2 separate regions of the Culex quinquefasciatus genome follow, and region 2 is linked to region 1. The links are chromatin contacts, called in public Hi-C maps. All regions are on one chromosome and are shown on one strand. Each heading gives the region's core, a stretch centred on a gene start, on an enhancer-like site or on the middle of the called end of the contact. The rest is flanking DNA. Distances are from core to core; before and after follow the strand shown.

Region 1 (5,004 bases), core at 1,026-3,525:
TGACAATCGGACCATTATTTGCTGAGATATGGTCATTAGAAAATGGTGGGTTGTTTTGGTGAGATTAGAAAACTTCAATTTTCGTGTTTCTTTTTCTTAAAGCGGCTCTATCTCAGCAACCCGAGGTCCAATCTTCAATGTCTCTTAGACAATTTTATAGCAAATTTTCTAAACTTCTAAAAAAATATTTTCAGAAATGGTCACTTATGGTCACTATTTTTTTAATCTAATCTAATCTAATCTAATCAGACCCTAGCGCAGCCAATCTTTCGAAGGGATCCTGGAGAGTGCCTTAGGTTAGATGACGCCTAGCACTCTTCTTGTCATTTATTAACATTTGCAGTGCGCCATTGCATTGAAATGCATTGAGACATCACAAGCGTTAAAGCGGCCAGGCCTACTGCGTAAAGCCGTATCGCAGAGATGACTCGTAATTGGGTTGAGTTTGAGCACTGAGTGTTCGAACAACAACACAATTCTGAATCGACAGGGAGGAAGAAGCGTGGGGACACACCACCATACGCTCCGAGATTTGGTTGTATTCGTTGGGAGCACCATGCTAAGAAGGTTTGGTACTCCGGGACCCTCTGGGATGGGACATTGTATTTCCACGAATGCCCTGGACACTATTTGCCGTGGTTATAGCGCCACAACCCGAATGTCAAACTTGTTTTTGCATGAAACTTCGATTTTTTACAAAAATAACTATTTTTTTAAAAATTCATAACTAGGCGGCAGATTTTTTGACCATGTTTCTCTATGGCTCAAAAGTTGTGGATTGTTGTCCCCTAAAACATATAAAAAAATCTCGAAAATCAAAAAATACGCATTTTGGGAAATTGAGTTTTAGTGAAAAAAAAGTTGATAAAAACATCTGCAATTTTTTTTTCGTGTACCTATTTTTTTCTCAAAAGTCCTCAACCATACCCACAACTTTGCCCAAGACACCGAATTGATCAGAAAATTCACTCAAAAGTTACAGCTGTTTGAATATTTACATACCATTTTTGTATGGACAGCAGCCAAAACTGTATTGTATGGATGAACCAATCATACAAAATAGTTTATTTGGTCATAGGGAAGGCCCCCACAAAGTTTGAGCCAAATCAAAAAATACAAATAAAATCCATTTCCGGTTTTGGTAGAGAATTGCTCCCATATAAACTTCAACGATAGAAAGCGACCCTTAACCCTCTACTGATTTGGCTCAAAATTGGACAGATACTTATTTTGCCCAAGGAATCGAGTCAAAGGGTATCCCAGATGTCGATTTTTTGATTGTCACCCTAATGGAGAGTTTTACGGACCAATAATTCGGTTTTAAGGGAGCATTCCACAGTGTATCAGCAAATTAAAAAAAAAGAAGAATTGCTCAGCATTGAAAAGGCATCAGTGATTTCTCGCTAAGTATGATATTCAAAATCCCATTTACATCTCTCGTGTGAAAACGCGCGTCTTTCTTTCCCAAAACATCTCACCCCCGTTAAAAACCATCGCGCTTAATCTATTCCAATCGCGTTCGTTCTAACTCGCAATAAAGATCTGATTTTGGTAAAAACGAACTTTTGCGCGATAAAATAAACTATCTCAGTTAATGCGCCATTGATTCCATTGAACAGATGTAGTTGGTAGCTGGTATTCTCATTCCCATCGTAAAGACGCGACGAGTTAAACGATTTAACCTGTTGTGTAGAGTCGAATTAAGAGCGATATAGCGATTGTCACCGAATTGCACAGTTTGATCACGTCCGATGCAAGTCACGCAAAACTCATAGTCATTGAGAAGCTCGGCGTCAATTTGATGGGTCAGCAGATTCGGTGGCATTCCTAGCTGAAGTTGTCTTCTTCGTTTTGTCACGATCAAATTCATTTCAATGGTCCAACAAGAAGCTACAGTCGATTCATCACAATGCAACATCTTACCGCAGTGCAACATTACCTTGCTACATGTTCATCATTTCATTTTACTCATGAACCATACAGTGAACTTTTCATAGATTTACCGCGTTTACCCGAAGCAAACCCGAACACCGCATGAACCCGCTCCATGCGCCGTTCATTCATGTTCCAATGTTGCACAAACGCGTCGTTCTTCGCCGGTTCTTCGTTTTCACCCACAAGTTCATTCGCGATCGTGCGCACGTTTCCTAAAGCCTCTGTTCTTCTTCAGTGAATGAATGAACATTTGACGGGTGAAGCGGGTGGATCCGCGAAGGGTGGGTTAAATGTTTTTTACTACTCGCCTACTGCGGGCTGCTTCGTTCGGCGCGCGTTTAGTTCGCTGTTGACGTCCGTCGCAAGTGCACGTGTATTGCGCGTTTCGCTGGGGATTTTGCGCTCGTTTGTTTCGCGCGATTCATTCCGCCGCGCGTGCACGTAACGAATTCGCCGGCAAAACAAAAAAAAAAGGCCAGCAGCAGCATTGTAAAATCGGAGAAGAATTGTTTGGGTGGAACAGTGTGCGTTGTGTGTCCACCAGACCGTTACGAGGAAGAATAGAACCGGGTTTGTGGTCCACCGGGGAGTGGATCCGTGGGGGCATCACTGGTGTGAAACGGTTCTAAATGGGGAGCTTTAGTTCGGCTCTGACAGATGAGTGAAGTGCGGAGAGGTTCGTTGCTTCGCTGAAGTTACTGAGGAAATTACTTGTGATAACACTGGGGAAAAACCGGAACGTACCTATAGTGGTAATAACTGATAAGCAAAGTAAAAACATAAACATCCAGCGTGGTTCCACCTGGCCACAGGTGAAACACCGGTTAAAAAAAACGTCGCGAATACGGCGCAAAGTAGAGTGAAACGAAAGTGTCAAGCCACGTTAAAGCCCGCGGGTACGGTACATGAATATAGATCCAATTATTCTGGCCCGGAAGCGCCCACTGGAGCGTGAAGTACGCGGTTCGTAGCGGGCCCTAAAAGTGGCGCGTGTGCGCGAAATTCACTACAAACCAGCGCCGAATGTGTAAAATCATCAATTTTTGGCGGATTATTACGCCGATTAAGCACGGTCGGCCACCGAATAGTGCCCAACTCTACAACAGCGTGTTGTTGTGATTTCCACCATCCAAGTGTTGTTTGTAGCACACCGAAGAGCGAAGAATAACAAATCAAAACAAACCCTCGATGGATTCAACGCAAAAACGGACCCCGTTCGTTCCGTGGTGAGGTTTCGTCAGGTTTCCATGGTGACTTTCTTCAAACAAAACCTGGCCAACTTTGTCGGAGGATTATCGATTTTGCCCACAGTCTGTTACAACGACACAGCGTTTGCTTTGATGAAACCGAAAAGAATCTGACACGAAAGTAGTGCATTGTATGTAGTTTTAGCGTGCGACGTGTAGAGTGACACGAAATTCGTGAGTGTAACAGAATCCACCGGGAAGAACATGACTCGAAGGGGCCACATCTTGCCAGCACTCAGCTGCTGGCTGCTGCTGTTAGTGACAGTTCTAGGCCTGATGCCAGGATCGTCCTCGTCCTCGTCGGTGTACATCGACAAGTCGGCCTACCGGAACGTAGTCATCGAAATACGGGACAATGTGCCCGTGGAGAACTGCCAATCGATCTTGCACAATCTGGAGGTTAGTAAGAACGAGCGAAGCCTAGGTTTTTCTTCTTTGAAACCATAGTGAGGGAGGGCTTTGGGTTGAAATAAATCAAACCTTTGGCGATAATCCCAGTGTGAAACGAAAATGCTCGAAAATTCCTCAGATGTCGAGCGCTCGTTCATGTTGCGTTGGCACGAAAACTCTATTCTTTCCGAATACTGGTCGTACTTGGTGCTGTTTGGCTATCGACTTTATTGTTTGGACTTGGTTTGGACAAAATCTTTTGGGGCCACGGTGCAATTAAAAGGGATTTCCAGTATAAATCATGTTTATGCAATGATTAATATGGTAATTTCAACGCTGGATTTGGATGTAAAGCAAACGAATGCAAATTATACAGTAGTTTAATATGATATTCTTGGCACAGATTGTTCCATAGATTATTCTAATAGCAGTATTTTTATAATATGGCTATTCTTTTAAAATCAAAGATGTCTAAAAGTCATTTGCGTATTTTTTTTTATTTGTTATTTTTGGAAATAAAATCTACCATCTCATTTACAAAACAGCATCCTTCATTAACATTTTGATTAATTTTTTTTATATTTGGTACCATTAAACAAAAAATAATCAAAATTCTAAATCACATTACAGTAGTTAAGAAGTCATTCTTTTGCTCAACAATCAAAAATAAGATAAAATTTTGTTAAGTGCTGATACGATTATTCGAAGTGATTTTTTTACGTCGGATAATCGAGTCTGGACTGTAATTGTATTAAGGTTTTCTAAAGTTAAAGAAATCCTAATTCAAAAAATAAATACATGATATAAGAAAGTCAAAGCATGCCCCAATTTAAAAGAAGTTACAACCGATTTAAATTGTTGTCTTTCAGAAAATTAGGTGTATCAATATTGATTTGTTTCAAAAACATTGCAATTTCATTGTATATATTTTAAATTATTATTTTTTTTGTTCTCAGTTATTTAAGCTCTTTTCAATCTTTAAAACACCGATGATGAAAATAAAAAGAATATGATTATGAAATCTTGATATTTTTGGATGATATTCTGACAAACCTAAACTGTAATAATGTGTTTAGAATATAATAACATTTTTTTTTTAATTTTCACGTCTCAATTTTACGTCAACAACTTACACAATACACGTTCGATTCATGTTCACAATAATTTTTAAACAATTTCTCACGAATTTTCTTAAAATATGATTTTCGTAAAGTCTTTAACAAATCATTGCTGTTTTAATTTAAATCAATCAGGAATGAGAACTGATATTTTCCGAAAACTCAACACTCAGCATTGGTGGGTTCAATTTGAACAAATCTCGTTAGTAAAAAATGTTTGAAATAAATTAATTGAATACTAATCGCTCGAAACAATGATAATATTTTTGCAGTAAAATCTAAGGTTTTTAAATTAATTTCTGTTCCAATTCTTC
Region 2 (4,675 bases), core at 423-2,922, 360 kb before region 1:
ACAAAAAGTCTGATTTTATCTAAACAATTTGAGTGATTCGATATTTAAAATAGTATTTCCACCTCTGATTTTTTTTTTCGAGGAGTTCAGAAAATTTCCTGGAAATTTGTCGATGAAATTTTCCTGTGGTTGCCGAGGTTAGTATAAAAGCACTTTATCAAAACTTCTTTTCGATTGCAAATTTGTTTCTACATTAAAACGATAGTCAGAAAAGGGTTCAGTAAAAAACATTTTCTTAACATTAATCGGCGTTATGCATAACAGCTGAATTTACAAACGTTTTGTTTACAGCTAAAAATTTGTGGGTTTTTGTTAATTAGCTCTTTCAGGCTTAATTGACCATATATGGCTCAAAAATTGAAATTTCCAAAAGTAGCCTATAATTTTCGTATCATTTCACATCACTAACTAAAAATTTTTTTTTTGAAAATTCAGGCTCGAAAGGGTTATAACATTTAAAATAAAAAAACACACAGGTTTTGGGACGAAATACCAAAAACTTTGCCGAAAACATGAAATCGATCAGATTTGTTTTGCCAAGTGATACAGATTTTCGAATACAGTCCAGACTGAATTATTCAATAGCCTTGGCAAAATCTCACTTCGGATAAATGATCGAAACATAAAAAAAACTTTGTTTTGTCTTATTTTCGTTTGTCGAGTATAAGTTTGCATTAAAATACTCTAAAGTGATTTAGAAATTTTTATCCAAGATGGCGATGATGAAATATTGAAAAAATGCATCTTGCAATGAAACGCCAATCAACCATTTAAATTTGACAAAATTAGGGTCGCATTACTCGAATTTGATGTTAAAAATAAGAAAATAAAAAAATCGAAAAAATGGTGTGTTCATGATCCGATTATCCGAAGTTCCATTTATACCATCAGATAGTTGAACTTTGGATAATCTAAATTTCGGATAATCGAGGCTGTGGATAATTGAGTTTGGACTGTTTTTACGTTGCATTTCAAATCATTACGTTCCATTTTTGTACGAATCCTTGTTTGGGTAAGCCAAAGACACAAAATTTCATGTTGGTCACAGGGACGATCCCTACAAAATATGAAGAAAAAAATCAAGAAATCGATCTATTTCGTTAAGAACTGCTCAAGAATATTTAGGTTATTTCTGTTTTTCGAGAGGTGTAAATCATTCTTGTATGAATTGTTTTGACATTATATAGAAGTAAGTTTATGATTATGAGAGATATAGAAGTGAGATTATGAAATCCCATTGCATTCATTGTATTGTTTGAAGAACATACAATTCCAGTTAGAATTCATGTTGCCTGCTTAGCATAACTTCATTCCCCCTGTTCCATGTCGCGCAGCATAACTTCATCCCGAACGCTACATACGATTGTCCTTAGCTACACCCAATGTGCAACATACCGGAGGTCATTCCAAGCCCAGTGAATCCTACCACGCCGTTGTTAGTCATCCCTTCATCCTACACACACACCGCATGTGACGGCGACCTTCACTGCTTCGAAAGCATAATCAAAACAAACCGATTCATCGGCCGGCATCGCAGCAACTTCGGGTGAACTTCGGCGATGAACCGTTTTTCCCATGTTCTGCTTTCCACACCCGATCCGTAAACCTTGCATAACCCACAAGCGTCGCGGGTGAAGGAAGAAGATGCTTATGCTGGCTCGGTTTAGTCCGCAGTTGACGTTCGTTGCGTTTGGACGTTCCCTCGATACTCTGTTCGACACCACGTTACCGCGGTGGGCAGTTAGATTAGTGAGAGAAGATCTTTCTCTGCGGGAGGAGAAGACAAGTGTGGCGTGGCGCAGAATTTGTGGTCGCGTGGTGCTTTTCACGTGCTGCCGCTGCAGTAGAATCTCCAGCTGCTGCTCCAGCTTCTTGAAGTGTAACACATTTTTGTGTGTGCTGGGAGGAATTTGAACAGATACGATACGTTGCGTACGCAACTCGTTCACAGGAATTGTTCGAGTGTACCTTACCGCGGTCGGTGTGGTTCGGCTTTTGGGGTGTATTATTTGATTTTGGGTTTTGGGTCAGCGGTAGACCACGAGACCTGGCCTGGCACAGCTGTGGCACAAGTGAGAAGCCTAAAAATAACACCGGAGATCCCTCGTCGAGTGGGCTGTTTGTGTGCGCGGGGGATTGTTTTCAACCCGAGTGAGAGCAAGGGGGAGGGTGGCAAGAACATCAACAACTCCTCGAACCAGAGGCGCTCCACTGCGGTCGTCGGGATGATGAGTGTCTACGCGATAGTACCTGCAGCAGTGAAGCTCGTAAGCCGGTGGATTTTCGCTCGGAATTGAACACAGAAAACCGTGGGATTCAGTAACACACGTGTGATAGTGCTTGGATTTTTTTTTTTATATTTTCGGGAAAATTGAAAACAAAAACGTTGACATTCGAACGGAACCACTTGTGTTAGCATAAAAGTGAGCATAAAAGCTACGCGATTAGCATTCGGCAAAATGCTACTTCCTACGTTTGTGGCCCTGCTGCTGGTGGCCTACAACAGCCGGCCGGAGGCTTCCGCCGCCAGTCTGGCCTCGGCCAGCTCAGTTTATGTGGAAAAATCCGCGTACAAAAATGTCGTCATCGAGATAAGGGATAACGTGCCGGTGGAGAACTGCCAAACGATTCTGCACAATGTGGAGGTATGTACGAGCTCTTTCATAACACACAGATACCGCATGGCAATGAGTGAGTTATGCTGAGGCTCTCGGTCTTATGTGATGAGCACGACAGCGTGCATAACATTGCGAAGCTTCCGGGGGTTGCGCGGTTGCAGGGGGAAAGTCACTTTGATTTCCACGCTTTTTTAATGCTAATTGAGAGCGCTTGCACAGCGCAGATAGCGCACTGTGGTGGTGGGACATATTGTCGGAAAAAGCACAATGAGCTCTTTTTGTTTTGGGTTGACATGGCGGACAGCAGCACTGTCAGCGTGGGGATTTTCGATGTTTGAGATGGGTAATTGTTTCTGATGGGAGATTGATTAATTTGGCAGGTTTTGGGCATCACAGCGCAGCGGTTGTCAATTTGCTGGGATTTGCAGTGTAGGGGTGGTGTATTTTTGGATGCTTGAATTTGTTTTATTTTTTGCAGTGAAGCATCAGTTTCAGTTTGAACGTTATGTTGCTTGTGATATCGTCAGAACGCTACTCTGCGCATGTTTACATAAATGTCCCATATGCAAAAACAGCAAGCTGAGAAAAATGCTAGCCAAGTTTGTCCCATACATAAGACTATATTGTTATATTTCCACGAAAAAACTGGATTTTCTCCAGATTTCTAGAACAAAGTACTGGAAATGTTTGGTTTTTTGAAAGTGCACACGATTTTGAACCAAACTGCATCATTCACACAAAATTGATGAAAATGCATATGGGTCTTTCATGCAAACAGGGGCAGTACTGGAAATTGTACTTTCAAAATTGCTAACAAAGAAGATTTCTATTTTAAATTATTAATACGTGATGGTTACTCAATCTGGCCCAATGGAATCTTAATTAATTTTCAAACAGTTGGATTTAATGATGATTGCTACTCAAAAAGTTTTATTTCGGAATTTCGGATTACTTTAACAACATCAAAGTTGAATTATTTATTGCATTGATGTTCTTTAAACAATTGAAATAATGCATTTACATTTCAGTTCATTTTCAAAATATGTACCGCCCGTGTGGATCAATCGGACCGCGCACTGGACTCACAATTCAGAGGTTGCCGGAATCCTGCGGCGGGCGCTCTAAAATTTTTGTGTTAATATGGGTATTTGGCGCTATCGCTCTGTGCCATACTCTCATACACTTAGGAGCCCAGGGCGGCGAAGTCCTTGTAGATAAAAGGAAGACACTAGTGGTTGGTACTAGCAATAGTGGCCGACAGCTATAAAGTCAACTTCGCACAAATATTTATGGTTTCTAGGTCAAACAGCTTAATTTATTTTGAAAAGAAAAGATATGCAAAATAATCGTTCTACAATGTTTGATAGAGTTAACAATCAATTACACTAGTTTATTCAACTTTTTTTTTGTTAATAAAAAAAAACTGTTTTTTTTTATTTTGAGTGATATTTACTGAAGTGTCGATAAACTATTGAGACAATTCCACCTCTGATTAAATTTTATTGAAGTTCATAACGATTTTGATATGCTGTAATCGCAGGTTCGGTATAATAAAATGGCTCGAATAAGTCTTAGTTATCACATTTTGATAAATTCAAAACAATAGTTAATTGTGTCAAAATCAGTCTTTTTCGTGGAAGATTTCCAACTGACTATTCACGAAAAAAAATAAAAAAATAAAATGCAAATAAAACCTTCGTACTTGGCCACGATTAGCAATGTAGAGTTCAATGTGCCTAATCGCCAGTAGCGCTGCTGGGACCTTCTTTCTAGGAATCTCTGGTTGCCTTTTGGTGCTGACAAGAGTGTAGGCTATTTTGGGGTGGCAAAAAGTGTTTAGCAAATATGTGTGGGTGGGCTTCTGAGTAGCTTACTTGGTAGAACTACAAGCTTTTTTTGTGTGATTTTTTGTGCAAAAATAGCCAACATTTTTGTGTAACTTATTGCACGAGCATGCTTGAGTTGGTGGGTTGTTTGTCCTTATTAGAAAGAGACGACTTCTGTACCTGGAATAACTTAACGGCTTAACAACTATTAAGGCCGGGAACGAACGTTTT

The links. A called contact is a pair of places that touch in the nucleus more often than the background predicts.
Region 2: a contact with region 1 is called in a Hi-C map of whole body, with 4 times the contacts expected there. The contact joins the promoter of LOC6041369 here to the promoter of LOC6041357 in region 1. A contact is called at or near these places in 2 of 2 Hi-C or Micro-C datasets (both in whole body).

What each region holds. Positions count from the first base shown.
Region 1 is chr1:45,574,554-45,579,557 of VPISU_Cqui_1.0_pri_paternal, reverse strand. It overlaps LOC6041357 (calcium-activated chloride channel regulator 1), which reads left to right and starts at 2,275. Exons shown (of 3, transcript XM_001850579.2): 1 at 2,275-3,581. The coding sequence starts at 3,387.
Region 2 is chr1:45,933,382-45,938,056 of VPISU_Cqui_1.0_pri_paternal, reverse strand. It overlaps LOC6041369 (calcium-activated chloride channel regulator 2), which reads left to right and starts at 1,672. Exons shown (of 3, transcript XM_038266900.1): 1 at 1,672-2,645. The coding sequence starts at 2,460.